Linked DNA regions of Mus musculus: regions 1, 2 and 3 are each linked to region 4. A link is a contact called in public Hi-C, HiChIP or PLAC-seq and promoter capture Hi-C data. All regions are on one chromosome and are shown on one strand. The core of a region is the stretch at or near the end of the contact, and the rest is flanking DNA. Distances in the headings are between cores, read along the strand shown. Region 1 has its middle 84 kb from the start of Gm35271. Region 2 overlaps Gm29683 (predicted gene, 29683). Region 3 has its middle 10 kb from the start of Gm44812. Region 4 holds the start of Nr2f2 (nuclear receptor subfamily 2, group F, member 2).

Region 1 (3,359 bases), core at 410-2,909, 240 kb after region 4:
GGAAATGTAATTCAAAGGGGATGTGAGTGGAGTTGGCTCCAGGCTTTCTATGATACTGTGAGCATCAATATTCTGCACCTCAGGTTGGAGCGGTATTAGGAAATTTAAAGGAATGTGTGTCAGAGGAAAGAAATAGACATTTAACTCAGAGCTGTTTTTTTTTTTTCCTCCCAAGTACAAGAAATAAGAATTTCTAAATGTCTGAAACTGTTGGCACCTCTAGACACATGTGGGAAAGTAGAGTCCAGCTTAGGCAGGAACCAGACCTCACAGCTTGTCTGCTGAGATACAATTTCAAGAACAGCCTTGTTAACATCTGTAAGCACAGTCTCTCCATGCAGATGCTCCATCAGCAGGTTTTTAAGAGACTGACTTTGAATTGACTCCCGCATCTCTCACAAGCTTGCCAAAGTGAGGTCTTCCTCACTTCTCCTGTGTCAGGTGATCAGTAACACCCTACCAACAGAAATAGACAGCAAGTTGCTGAGAAGTCAGAAGTTACTAAGCCCAGGTTCTGGTTCACCTTGGGTTTTCAGCACTTTGGAATGCTTTCCCTTACCACACACATGCAGAAAGGTACATTTTGTTCGAGGGTGTGAGTGAGTTTCCTGAGAGCTACAATTCGAGAAGGAATGCCTCTATTCAAATACACAAGAAACAGCAGTTTTTTTAAAAATAGTAACGCTGTATTTTCCTTACCGTAAAAATTTATTAAAACTAGAGTTAGACGCTTACGCTGTATCAGTCAATCCAATTCAACTAAATCGAGTACAACTTGGTCTTTATGATTCATACGTAGAAAATACTACATTATTTTTTTATAGAAAACACTACATTATTTTATAGACAATGGCATTTAGACTGTAAATTTCATTGCCAAGTGTTTAAGCATCCAGTAGTGCCTGTGTTTCTTGTTTCTTGGGTTTCAAAGGACAATTAACTTAATAATGAGCCTTTATATTAGCTTAGTTCAGAGGCAAACTGCTAACTGTGGAGGAGGTCGGCTTCACAGGTCCAGCTTTCCTTTTGGTTAGTCCTGAACCCTTTATGGGATTCAGGGACACACTGAGACTTAAATGGCAACTCCTGACAATGGGATTATGCTGATTCATTGTGTCTTCCTCCAACAAAGCCTGTTGCCATTTTTCTAGAACCCTAATTTTCTGCTGTTGGGTAATTTTGGAAACACAGCATGGGTATGGCTTTTCGAAGGCTTGATGGGAAAATTTGGCATTTTAATAAAGAACCATGAAAACTTTTCTAAGGCATCCTCAAAACAGGGATCATTGAACACGGACCGTCCTCTTCGTCTAATCGCGCTGATTCTACGTTGATCTGGCTGGCATTATCCTCCCACCCAGGAGAAACGTATCTAGCCGAGCAAGGAGACGCTGTGTTCTGTTCTGAATCAGCTCTATGATCCTGGCCCCGGGATTTCATCCCAGCAAGGACCATCTGGCTCTGCGTGGGGTGAGCGTGTCAGCTCTGCCCCAGAATTTCCACGTCAGCCTGGGGGCTTCAGCTCCCTAGCTAGCCCCATGCCCTTTGAACTTAACACCAGTTCCCCCAAAACAACTCTGAGAAAGACAGGAGTCAACCCCTGAAAAGCATACCAGGCATTTTAAAACACAACCCTGACATTTCCCCAGTATTTCCATAGCGAAACCCCTTCCCGCGCACAACCTTCCCCCTACCCTCGCTTCAATCAAATACGGCACCCGCTCTCTCTCATGGTAGCGCAAAGGCGGAAGAAAAAAAAAGTTGGCAATTTAATTCAAACAAAAGAAGCTTGAAATCTATAAGCACAGCAACTCCGAGGCTTCTGGCAAATAGAATTCTAATTAGTATGCTGCTATTTTTCTTTTAGACAGATGAGCGATGCCCCCTGTTGACTCTAGCAGGCAGGCTGGTAAGGGGGAAAAAAGAGGGGGGCAGGGGGGCTAGCCAGCAAACACTGCAGATTGCAAATTATATTGCAGACCTTGCCAAGTCCTGGCTCTTGGCATCAGATTTTTAATGACACCCTGGAAAAAGGGAAAAGAAGCCCTCTGCTATGGGATAAAAATGAAGGGTTTTACACTGTGATAAGTCTTCGCTTAAAACCCAAATGGCCGAGTGCACATTAGGGTTTTAAAATATTCATAGATAGAAGTGAAAATGAGTCAATGAGGAAGTGCGTTTGTTGCCTGGTCAATTGACAACTCATTCTGCATATTAATACATGCCATGATCTAATTTTAAAGGGATAGCCCACTCCTTCTGTTTTTTTTTTTTTTTTTTTTTTTTGGTTTAATTATTACATGACTTTTGATGACTCTGAAATTAAGGCTAAAACATCACAGAAAAAGCTAGCGATGATGCGGAATGCCGCTTCCTTTTGATGTAGACCTGGAACTAACTAGTTTGGTTAAGCTCTCTGAGCCTTGTGAAACTTACCTCACCTTCCGAGAGTCCTCCCTTTTGATGTATTCTGAATTTGTTGATTCAACCCCCGCCCTGTTGTTCTCCCTCCTTTTCTTTCTGCAGTGTATGAGGACCTTGCACAGTTGCAGAATTTTGCAGGATTTTGTTCAGAAACAGACAAATCCTAGCAATTTCAGGACATTGCTTTTAATAATTACCCCACCTTCTGTTGTGTTCAACCAACTTTTCTTTACTTTTTTTTTTTTTTTTTTTTGGTATGAGTTCTCATGCTGAATGTCTCAGCTGTAAGAGGAAGTACAAGAGAAAAACGCCTCCCATCCAGGTGAGGGTAACTTCATGTTGCAAGTCACAAGTCTCAGGAAACTGCTGTTTAACTGGTAATTTTGGCTACACAGGGTAAAGCATAAAACACTCATTCGAGAACTAGAATGCAGCTGTATGGGATGAGTTGGGAGTGAGTTATAAATCTACTCTACTTAACCCTTTGTATAAATTATGATTGGGTTTGACCCTTTTGAGATATCACCAGGAGTGTAGAAAAAACATTTAAACCACCCTAAGGCCTTTTGACTTTTCTGACAGGATATCATATTCTTCACAGCCTATTTACACACTTGTGTCTTAAGTGGGCGAAGACACTCATGTTTGTCCTGTGGAGCACAGACATTTACAGCGCAAACAAAAGTGACTGCTTAAGAGATAAACTGACATCAGTAAAATCATGACCAGCTCAGGACACTGTTGAGTGAATTCGGGGACTGGAAGAGTCCCAAGTTGCTGGTGGTCCTTCTGTGCCCCAGGGAGTACCAGGCTCAATCTGAAGGACCAAAGGATGCCATTCTGCTAAGGAAACAAAACTCAACTTCCCAAGAACAAAAAGAAGAATTTAAAAGGTGATGTTTCAAGGAGAAACCACACTGGACGTTGTAGAAGCA
Region 2 (3,114 bases), core at 574-3,073, 150 kb after region 4:
GCTTTCCCACTGTGCTGTTTCAGTCCTAGACCATCTCAGCTTGCTCCCTGAAGGTCTGCTGCAGGTAGAGGAGTAGAGAAACAAAGGGCAGGGTATGCCAAGCTCTGACAGAGTTTCATCAAGACCACGTCATTTCATAGGCTCCTGAATTCCGTTAATGACACTTGGAGTGGCTAGGTAATATGCTTCAAGAAAAGAAGGATGGAAATGGTCAAGAAGAATCATAATACATGGGGACAACACATCAGATAAAGCATAAATTCAGATATGAGAATCCTGCTGGATTTTATTAAGCCAAACTTTAAATAGATTTGCAAAAATCTAACACAGTTCTCCTCTCATATTTCTTCCTTTGGAAAAGATTATTTTTTATAAGCATGTGTCATTTATGTTAACATATAATTGCTTATATTTTGTTATCTAAACATAAATGAATAAACATACTTTAAACACTTTTCAATTTGTTACTTTTATTTCTAATTGTATGTGTATGTGTGTGTGTTTGTGTGTGTGTGTGTGTGTGTGTGTGTGTGTGTGTGTGTATGTGTGTGTATGTGTATGCACACATGAGTACATGGATACAATTGTCTGCAGAGGCCAGGGCATTCTGTTGCCTGCATCTGGAGTTACAGGTGGTTGGGAGACTCCCAACACTGGTGTGAAAATTGAACTTCAGTCCTCTGAAAGATCAGCAAGAGCTCTCAACCTCTGAGCCATCTCAGAGTTTCTAACACTATTAACACTAGCAGACAGAACCACATAAAGAGAGGCTCAGAGTGTTGATTTTTTTTTTCTTTTTGGACTGTAAAAGAATCATGACCCTAGAGAACTTGAACATTTCTCATCTACTAACGGGATATTTGTTATTTATCAGTAGGTCTCAGTGATGGGAGACTGGAATCCTTTGGTCAACAAGCCCACTTTTGTGTGTTAGCTGTTATGCAGATATAGACTGTGGGACTGGCCTTAAGGACAGCTTGGGATACTAGACATAAAGATTGCATATGAGAAGGAGAGCACTGACCAGTAATTCTCAACTGTGAACAAGACAGCAGATCCTGTCGTCTGCCGTGGTGGGTGTCAGTGAGGTCCATGAGAGTGTGGGTGACCTGTTTTTCTGCTCCTGTACTGTGGTGGTTGGTGGTAAAGAAGGAATATAGACTCATCCCGTCTCCTTACTGGGTACTTATCACTGTATCAAAATCTCTGGACTCGTATTTCCAAAATACTAACAAAAGCGGGGCGAGTTTCTTTCCTAAGGCTTTGTTCGACATAGTGCCGATGCTTTCCTGAGCTGGTCAAAAGCTCTAGCTTCCTATGCACCTGCTGAGAAGGAAGACTAATATTGATAGCCAACCAAAAGTAACTAGAATCACCTAGTTAATCCCCCAGCCATGTCTCCTAGAGACTTCTAGATTAGGTTAATTGAGTGCGAAGACCTAGGTGTGAAATTTACCTTTCCAGGGCTGGTATTCAACTGTACATGTGTTGTCCCATTATAGTTTCAGTTTGAAGGAAAAGCTTGGCCATTTTCCAGCTAAGGGTTTTCTTATAGTGTCCGGTCCTCTGACGACATGCCCATGAGTCTGCAACAGGCAGCTGGTATCCTTTTCCAGCTAGTCCATCTTTTTAACAAATCTCTTGTTAGTAGATCAGAAATGTTCAAGTTTTACAGTAAAAAAAAAATTCAACACTCTTAGCCTCTGTTTATGTGGTTCTGTCTGCTAGTGTTAATAGTGTTAGAAACTGAAATCGGGGCTAGAGAGATGGCTCAGAGGTTGAGAGCTCTTGCTGATCTTTCGGAGGACTGAAGTTCAATTTTCACACACGTGTTGGGAGTCTCCCAACCACCTGTAACTCCAGATGCAGGCGATAGAATGCCCTGGCCTCTGCAGACAATTGTCCCTAATCCATCTTTCCAGTCCCAGTCCATCTTTCCTGAGGAGCCACAGCGACTATGAGAATTGTAGGTAACTCATTCATAAGCTTGCTTCCATAATATAGGAGGGATATGCATCTGTCTGATTTTTCTCTAGAATAATACTTACAGGCATTATTTATTATAATATATAACATATATATATATATGCATTCACATTATATTAAAGTTATTATTATGTTGTTGGTATCATGAGTCAGTTTTTGTATCATTGCCCAGGGTGGCCTTGAACTCCTAGGATCAAGAAATGCTCTTGCCTCAGCCTTTTGAGCAGCTGGAACTGCAGGTCTAGATGACACTACAGTAGGCAGTTTTCTCTTTGTAGTACCCCCGTGGGAGATATTGTTGGTTGGCAAGCAGTCACCGTGTCAGCCTCTGAAATATCAGATCCTTACTTTCCTAGGATTTCCCCCCCTATCCCTACTTGCCCCCTGCTCCCCAGGCTGCTTCTGGAGACCGAACGGAAAGGTTTGCGATTTTGTTGGGCCTGGTGGTTCAGGCATGTAATTCTAGATGCTTTAGGTCATGAGCCAGGATGACCACACTTTTAAGGGCAGTCTGAGCAAGTTAATGAAATCCTTGTCTCAAACAAAGCAAAAAACACAATGAAAAAATGGCAAGGGGGGGTTGTGGGGGGAGGAATATAGCTCAGAGATAGAGCAATTGCCCACGATGCTTGGGGCCCTAAGTTCAATTCCAAGTACTGATAAAAAAGATTTTCTGTCTTTTCTTCTTTGACAGAGGCAGAGAGTAGGAGATGGCAGCAGGAGAGATGGTGTGTTGGATAACTCTTGGGGAAGAATTTTCTTGTATCAGTCAGTGTCCCAGCAGGAAACAGATGGCCCCCTCTAACACGGTAATTAAGGGAGAATTTAATAAAGCGACTATTTACAAAGGTCTGAGTGGGGTTATGGGAGGCCTACAAAGGCTGAAGACTCACTGTGGGGCTACAACTGGTGGGGAGTCTTTATCACGCTGGGACTGAGAGGGTGAGCAGGATTAGGGTCCAGAGCCAGGAGAAACCAGGCAGAGCTGTTGGAGACACTCCAGTAGCAAGACTGATGGATGCTACTTAGCATGGAGGTAGCCATGGGAAAGCAGAGGGCCAAGGGAATCGGCCTTGATTCAGGAAGATGAATCCTCAGAGCACGGAGAAGGAGGGGAGGAGGCAGACT
Region 3 (3,318 bases), core at 123-2,622, 140 kb before region 4:
TAAGAGCACAGATATAACTTATAATATATGAGGATATATATATATATATATTATATATATACATATAACTATTTATGTATAAGTCAATACATGTAATAAGGAAACAGAGTATCAGCCAAGTACTAAAAACACTACTCAGAACCATGTGAGTAAAATTTCCACTCTGATATTTTTAATATGTGGCTTGCAGATGAATGGCCAGCACTGCTTTCACATAAAATGTGAAGAAACCAATTTTTTTTCAATAAATGTATAGTTCGACTATCAAGCCCACAGGAGAAATTGTTAAGTACCCAACCTGAAAATCAAATTATTTAAGCTTGGTTATACTAATAACAGCCACTAACCATCTGCTAAGGTGGACTATAAAACCAAGCAAGCCAAAGGCAGCACAAAGGAGATGTGTTTCAAAGGGAGGAGCATGAAGTTTAAGACACAAACTTGCTTCCTGGTGGCAAGTGGAATAAAACTGGGGTAGTTGCTTCTGAGCCTGCCATTGGAGGTTCTACAAGGGTCTAATGGCTTTATAGTCTGGTCCCTCTCTACTTCATCCCTAGCCTACATTGTGAAATCTTCTCATCAGGAATCCTAGGCCCAATACAATGGGTTATCTTTTCTGGCCTCACAGAGTCTTCTCTACATCCTCCTCATTTGGGGCATGCGCATCTCTAAAGTTTAGCTATCTCTGCATGTCTCTTCTTCCAGATGACCCCAGCTGAGTCTTCTCCACTGGGTTACAAGGACACTCCTTTGTGATTCCCCAGGTGGCTTGCTTCCTTTGTGAAGGTAGGAGGTACTGTTTACATTATTAGATCACATGCCGCACTAGTCCATTATCTGATGTTGTGATAGAATTCATAAGTCTTTGCCCACAGTCTTTCACCTACTTGGTACAGAGGCAGCACTCTGCCTCTAGTCTCAAGATTTGCAAACTTCTAACATTATGCACTGCAGAGCCAACATTCACTGAATGTTTATGACAATGGCCTGGAAAGCATCATAGTGTCCTCGTGCACTCAAATATTAGACATACTGAACAGGACAGGCAAGGAGCAGTGAAGCACCCCTTTAGTCCCTGCATTCAGGACACAGAGGCGGGCAGATCTCTTTGAGTTTGAGGCTAGCCTGGTCTACAAAGAGAGTTCCAGGTAAACCAGGACTACATACTGAAATGCTTTCTCAAACAAAGCAAAAGCAGGACAGGACAGGAAAGGAAAGGAAGAAAAAAAAATGAGCCTACTAACAGGCTCTTTTGCTCTGCTTTCTAGATAACTAGTTTTATTTATTTTACTAGGAGATGTCCTATAAGCCTATTAAGTAACTCATATTGATCTTCTTTTCCATGGAAAGAATCCATTCTTACTGAATTGGCTATCATACAAAGGATACACAGTTAATCCCAGGAAGAGCCAGCATTCTTACCCAGAATCCCAAACTGCCTTGCTATATCAAGACCTACACTCCTGGAGCAGAGTGTCTCCGGCATCTCTGTCTTCACTGAATCAATGACTGTGATTTTAGTCTAACCTCTAGACTATAGATGAGGAGGCTGAGGTTCAAGGAAAAGGACACTGTCAAAGCCAGAGAAAGAGAGTAACAAAATGTATGTGAGAAAATGCCAGGCTGTGGAAATGCCTCAGTACTCAAGAGAGACTTGATAAGGTCTTGACAGAGGTGTTCATCAGCAGGTGGTTGGATAAAGTAATATTACTATATATTAATATATGTTATTCTATAGAGGACTCTCTCTCTCTCTCTCTCTCTCTCTCTCTCTCTCACACACACACACACACATACACACACTATTCAAGCCATAAAAACATGAGACCCTATCATTTATGGCAGCATGGATAATCTAGAGAGCATTATACTCAGTGGAAAAAGCAGGCACCAGAAGACAGAAGCTATAGCATGTCTGCCATGTAGCATCTCAGGGAATTAGAGAGCAGTGCATGGACCTCACAGACTGGGAAGTAGGGAAAGGAGGGAGATGTACAGAGGTTGCTTAGTGTGTACAAGGGTGCACCTGAGGAGGAGAAATGGCTTCTGGTCTTCTGTAGCTCAATGGGATAATAGCTTTAGTCAACTTTCCATCACTAGAATGCAATGCCCAAGATAACAGACTTTTAAACAAGGGTAGCATCTTTTGAATGTTTGGATGACATTTTTGGAAGCCCTTCCCCATGAACAGGCAGAATCACTGTTTTAAGGTGTCCAGTGGGGAGACCAGATGGCCACAGCGAGGAGAACATGGCAGAGCCAACCTCATGGCTAGAAGGTTAAAGAATAAGTGACCATAGTCCTACAGACTCTTGGATGGCATGCCCCCAAAGGCCCAAGGAACTCCCATTCATCAATACCTCCTAACAAACACCACCACCCTGGAGACCAAACCTTTAACACATGGGCTTTAGACGGGGCAACAATGAACGTGCAAGCTTTATCGCTGTGGTGAACAGCAATTCATTGTGTAACAGAGAATAGCTCACAGAAAGGATTGTGAGTGTTCTTACACAAATAATTTGCAAGTACTCAGGGTGTCGATGCAGTGCTCTAGTGATTAGAGAACATTTGCTAGATAGACAGAATCACTACACTGTAACCCTGAGTGTACACCATGATTTCCCCCCTGAAATTATTTTTTAAAACAATTTAAGCAGCTTGAGTCTACTTCACAAGTTTGTTATTCCCCATTTACAAATAATCTTCGTTCTATTTACAAATGTCTCTTATGGTTCACAAATATGTGTCTGTATGTGTTTGTACATGTATACGCACTGTGTGTAGAGGCCAGAAGTTGAAGTCATGTGTCTTCCTCAATCACTTTCTAGCTAATTGAAAGAGACAAGTCTTTCACACAGTCTAGAGCACACCAATTTAGCTAAAGCCAGACGGGCCAGCAAGCCCAAGGGATCTAGTATCTCTCTTTCCAGTGCTTTGATTACAGCCACGCACCATAGCACCCATTTTTTATTCTTGGGGATCCTAGGGGACTGAACTCGGATCTTCACGCTTGCATGACAAGCACCCAACTTGCAGAGCCATTTCCAGAGCCACAGAATTTGTTTGGTCATCTTTCTCTGCTTCATCTGAACCTTTATAAAACATGCATGCATTTTCAGTGCACATGGGATTATATCTTAAGAAACTAAGCAAAGTTTCTCTTTCTTCACAAAGCATCCATGACCTTTCTCTTAGGTAAGAAACCAAGAGTATGGACTGAAACCCTGGCAGGAAAAGCAGGGGGTTAGACAAAGAAAATCCTCATAAACAATAATTAGAATAATAATTAAATGCCAGAAAAGGGCAAAGGCATGT
Region 4 (3,009 bases), core at 387-2,886:
GGACCGCGAGCGGCGCATTTAGAGGCATCGCCAAGTTGCGAGAGACTAAGTCTTTGGCTCCATCCTCAACCCCTTGCGGAGCCTTTAAGAGTCGTAGTGTGTGCGCCGCGCGCTAGTCTTGCCGCCAGGGCGGAAACCACTGTGCCCGATGCGGGGCGGCCGGGGTCCGCGCTCCGGGGTCCACCCGGGCCCATCCCCCTCTCTGTGGCCAGGACCGCGCGGCCACCCGTCCCCGCCCCCCTCCGTCCCCGCGCGCCCCGTGCGGCTGTCTCGACGCCGCTCGCGCTAGGACCGGGCTGCTCCCGCTGCCGCCATGGCGGGGCCGCTGCGCTCCGGCCAATGACGACGAGGGGGCGGCGCGCGCGCGCCGGGCCAGGCCAACCCCGGCGGCTGCCTTATAAGGCGCGCCGTCGCCATGGCAACGTGCGCTAAGTTGCAGCAGTCGTGTCAAAGTTCACTATATAGAGAGCTCAGTGAGCTGATCGCGGAGAAGCCACTTCTGCCAGCCCCGGCGCCTATAAATCGCATTCCCTCCCGCGCCCCCCTTTTTAGCATATTTGATCACTTTGATTCTGCTCTTTTCTCTCCGCGGTGTGTGCGTGCGTGCGCGCGTGTGTGTTTTCTTCTCCTCCTCCTCCTCTGCCGGAGTTGCCTCCTTTCTCCGGGTGCCGCGCTGCTCTTCCCTCTTTCATTCTTTCTCTCCGTTTCTCCCCCCTCTGCGCACGAAGGATGCGCTTCTAGGTGCTGATCTGCCCTCCTTTCTCTCTTATCATCTCTCCCCCGCCGCCGGCGAGTTGACTCTTTCCCTATGTGTGTGAGGCGGCGGCGGCAGCAGCAGCAGCAGCAGCAGCAGCAGCGGCTCCACCGGCGGCGGCAGCAGCGGCAGCAGCAGCGACTCCACCGGCGGCGGCGGCGCTAGACGCAGCGGCTCCGGGCCCGACCCGGAGGCTTCGGCGGCGGCGGCGGCGGCCCGGGCGGCCCGCGGAGAGCAACGAGCGGCCTCCGAGAGCGGCGGCGGCGGCGGCGGCGTCCGGAGCGAGCGCGGCGCGCGCCAGGCGCCCGGGGCAGGAGGCGGCGGCGGCCCAGCGCCAGGACGACGCCGCGCAGCGCCGGACGCGGACCACTTTCATGCTGATTCCCCCGGACCCGGGCAGAGCTCCGGCCACTCCGCGGGCCGCCGGCCTCCGCCCCGGCCTGCCTGGCTCCCAGGGCGCGCCCGCGCCCGGCGCCTCCGCTCTCCCAGTCCTCCTGATTTCGATGGCTTTCCTGAATGGCTGACTGTGGGCTGCCCTGGACTTGGCCCCCGGACAGTCGCCTCTCCTTCTCCTTCTCCTCTTCCTCCTCCTCCTCTTCCTCCTCCTCCTTCTCCTCCTCCAACTCCTCCGCTGCACACTAGATCTGAGAGCGAGAGAGTGAACCAGAGAGGGAGAGAGGGAGGGAGAGTGAGAGCGAGCGAGATCTTTAGAGAGATTTTTTTTTTTTTTTTTTTGCCTCCTACTTCTGTCTTGAAGCCAGACAATCGACTTGCAGCTCTCCCTCCCCTCCCTCTCTCCACGTTCTGCTCCCACTCTCTTTCCCCTGTCCCCTTGCCCTCCCCTCTGGACGGAAAGCCCCCCGAAACCAACAAAGCTGAGCCGAGGGAAACAAACAAAACAAACACACCGGGCCAGACAAGCAATCGACAAAACTTTGCAAAAGCAAAAACAAAAAAACAAAAAAGGAAAAACTAACCAACCTCAAATCAACTAGCCCTGAGCCACCCGGGGCGCCCTCCCGCGCCCTCTCGCACCCTCGCACACACAAAAGGCGGCGCGCCGGAGCCCGAGACCCGGGAGCCGCCGCCACCCCGCCGCCGCCCGCAGCCAGGGGAGCAGAAGTCCGGACGCGGCCCCCATAGATATGGCAATGGTAGTCAGCACGTGGCGCGACCCCCAGGACGAGGTGCCCGGCTCTCAGGGCAGCCAGGCCTCGCAGGCGCCGCCCGTGCCGGGCCCGCCGCCTGGCGCCCCGCACACGCCACAGACGCCGGGCCAAGGGGGCCCGGCCAGCACGCCGGCCCAGACAGCGGCTGGCGGCCAGGGCGGCCCTGGCGGCCCGGGCAGCGACAAGCAGCAGCAGCAGCAGCACATCGAGTGCGTGGTGTGCGGGGACAAGTCGAGCGGCAAGCACTACGGCCAGTTCACGTGCGAGGGCTGCAAGAGCTTCTTCAAGCGCAGCGTGCGGAGGAACCTGAGCTACACGTGCCGCGCCAACCGGAACTGTCCCATCGACCAGCACCACCGCAACCAGTGCCAGTACTGCCGCCTCAAAAAGTGCCTCAAAGTGGGCATGAGACGGGAAGGTATCGGCCTCTCATTTCTTCCCCCTTCGCCCGCGGTCCCGGGGCTCTGGGTGCGTTTGGCTAGCCTGCTCTGGGTAAGGACTCAGAAGCCCCGAGCTCTCCCGGTTGCAGTCGGAGGGGATTTGGTACTAGGAACCGGGGAGGGGGGTGGGGGTCTGCACTGCAACCCAGATCAGCCCCCACCCCCATTACAGTCCGCATGCTTTAGTAGACTTTCCTTCTCCACTCTTTCTTCCTCTCCCCCTCTCTCTCTTTCTCCCTCTCCGGACAGCTTTTCCTTTCCTTTGCATTGATTGAGAGTTCATTAGAGTTCACCTTTCTGCAAGGAATGGGTTGTTTGTTGTTGTTTTAAAGTCCCCCCCCTCTCTCTTCCCTTTCTCTCTTTCCTTGTTTTTCCTGCATGTTCAACATATGTCCCTCCTCCTTACCCCTCTCCCCAACCCCCACCTTTTCAGAAAAAAAAAAAAACAACCTGAGATTGTACTTTTGTACAGGAGGTTCAAATTACAAATGGCAATTTTATGCACTTCGCCGTATTAACGCTGCCGCCTGGGCAGAGCTCATGTGACCCCTCCGTGGATTAACATTCTGCTTTAAAAAAATACCTCTTGTTTTCTTTTTTTTTCCTTTCACTTTTGAAACCCTGAGAGCACTGTAGGGAGTAGGAA

Evidence for each region. Promoter capture Hi-C pulls out the DNA fragments that hold promoters and counts their contacts. A called contact is a pair of places that touch in the nucleus more often than the background predicts. HiChIP or PLAC-seq counts read pairs in DNA pulled down with a chosen protein or histone mark.
Region 1: a contact with region 4 is called in an H3K4me3 HiChIP or PLAC-seq map of embryonic forebrain, with 5 times the contacts expected there. The contact joins the enhancer-like site here to the promoter of Nr2f2 in region 4. A contact is called at or near these places in 5 of 39 promoter capture datasets (the 3T3-L1 cell line, liver, maxillary cranial neural crest and 1 more), 6 of 484 Hi-C or Micro-C datasets (the 3T3-L1 cell line, the HL-1 cell line, the MC3T3-E1 cell line and 3 more), 7 of 115 datasets of contacts at active chromatin or transcription factors (craniofacial prominence, embryonic basal ganglia, embryonic forebrain and 4 more) and 1 of 9 other capture datasets (adipose tissue).
Region 2: a contact with region 4 is called in a Hi-C map of the N1E-115 cell line, with 2.4 times the contacts expected there. The contact joins the enhancer-like site here to the promoter of Nr2f2 in region 4. A contact is called at or near these places in 1 of 39 promoter capture datasets (the 3T3-L1 cell line), 1 of 484 Hi-C or Micro-C datasets (the N1E-115 cell line) and 1 of 9 other capture datasets (pancreatic islet).
Region 3: a contact with region 4 is called in a promoter capture Hi-C map of liver, with 2.4 times the contacts expected there. The contact joins the enhancer-like site here to the promoter of Nr2f2 in region 4. A contact is called at or near these places in 2 of 39 promoter capture datasets (both in liver), 1 of 15 datasets of contacts at CTCF or cohesin (the NIH/3T3 cell line), 17 of 484 Hi-C or Micro-C datasets (embryonic stem cells, liver, nephron progenitors and 1 more), 8 of 115 datasets of contacts at active chromatin or transcription factors (the SCID.adh cell line, embryonic stem cells, fetal liver and 4 more) and 3 of 9 other capture datasets (adipose tissue, embryonic stem cells and pancreatic islet).

What each region holds. Positions count from the first base shown.
Region 1 is chr7:70,116,936-70,120,294 of GRCm38.p6, reverse strand. No RefSeq gene overlaps it. Among named protein-coding and RNA genes, the nearest start is that of Gm35271, 84 kb to the left of the region's middle. Within about 2 kb of position 1,659, at least 27 of the 459 cell types and tissues checked have an H3K27ac peak or open chromatin away from gene starts, as enhancers often do. A contact at or near this core is called in embryonic forebrain, where this site is marked.
Region 2 is chr7:70,208,955-70,212,068 of GRCm38.p6, reverse strand. It overlaps Gm29683 (predicted gene, 29683), which reads left to right. Exons shown (of 4, transcript NR_131145.1): 2 at 2,681-2,795. Gm35325 (a long non-coding RNA gene) reads right to left here. Exons shown (of 4, transcript XR_391580.3): 4 at 1-185. Among named protein-coding and RNA genes, the nearest start is that of Gm35325, 3.2 kb to the right of the region's middle. Within about 2 kb of position 1,823, at least 1 of the 459 cell types and tissues checked has an H3K27ac peak or open chromatin away from gene starts, as enhancers often do. A contact at or near this core is called in the N1E-115 cell line, where this site is marked.
Region 3 is chr7:70,497,470-70,500,787 of GRCm38.p6, reverse strand. No RefSeq gene overlaps it. Among named protein-coding and RNA genes, the nearest start is that of Gm44812, 10 kb to the left of the region's middle. Within about 2 kb of position 1,372, at least 2 of the 459 cell types and tissues checked have an H3K27ac peak or open chromatin away from gene starts, as enhancers often do. A contact at or near this core is called in the SCID.adh cell line and liver, where this site is marked.
Region 4 is chr7:70,359,220-70,362,228 of GRCm38.p6, reverse strand. Nr2f2 (nuclear receptor subfamily 2, group F, member 2) reads left to right here and starts at 1,636. Exons shown (of 3, transcript NM_009697.3): 1 at 1,636-2,341. The coding sequence starts at 1,900.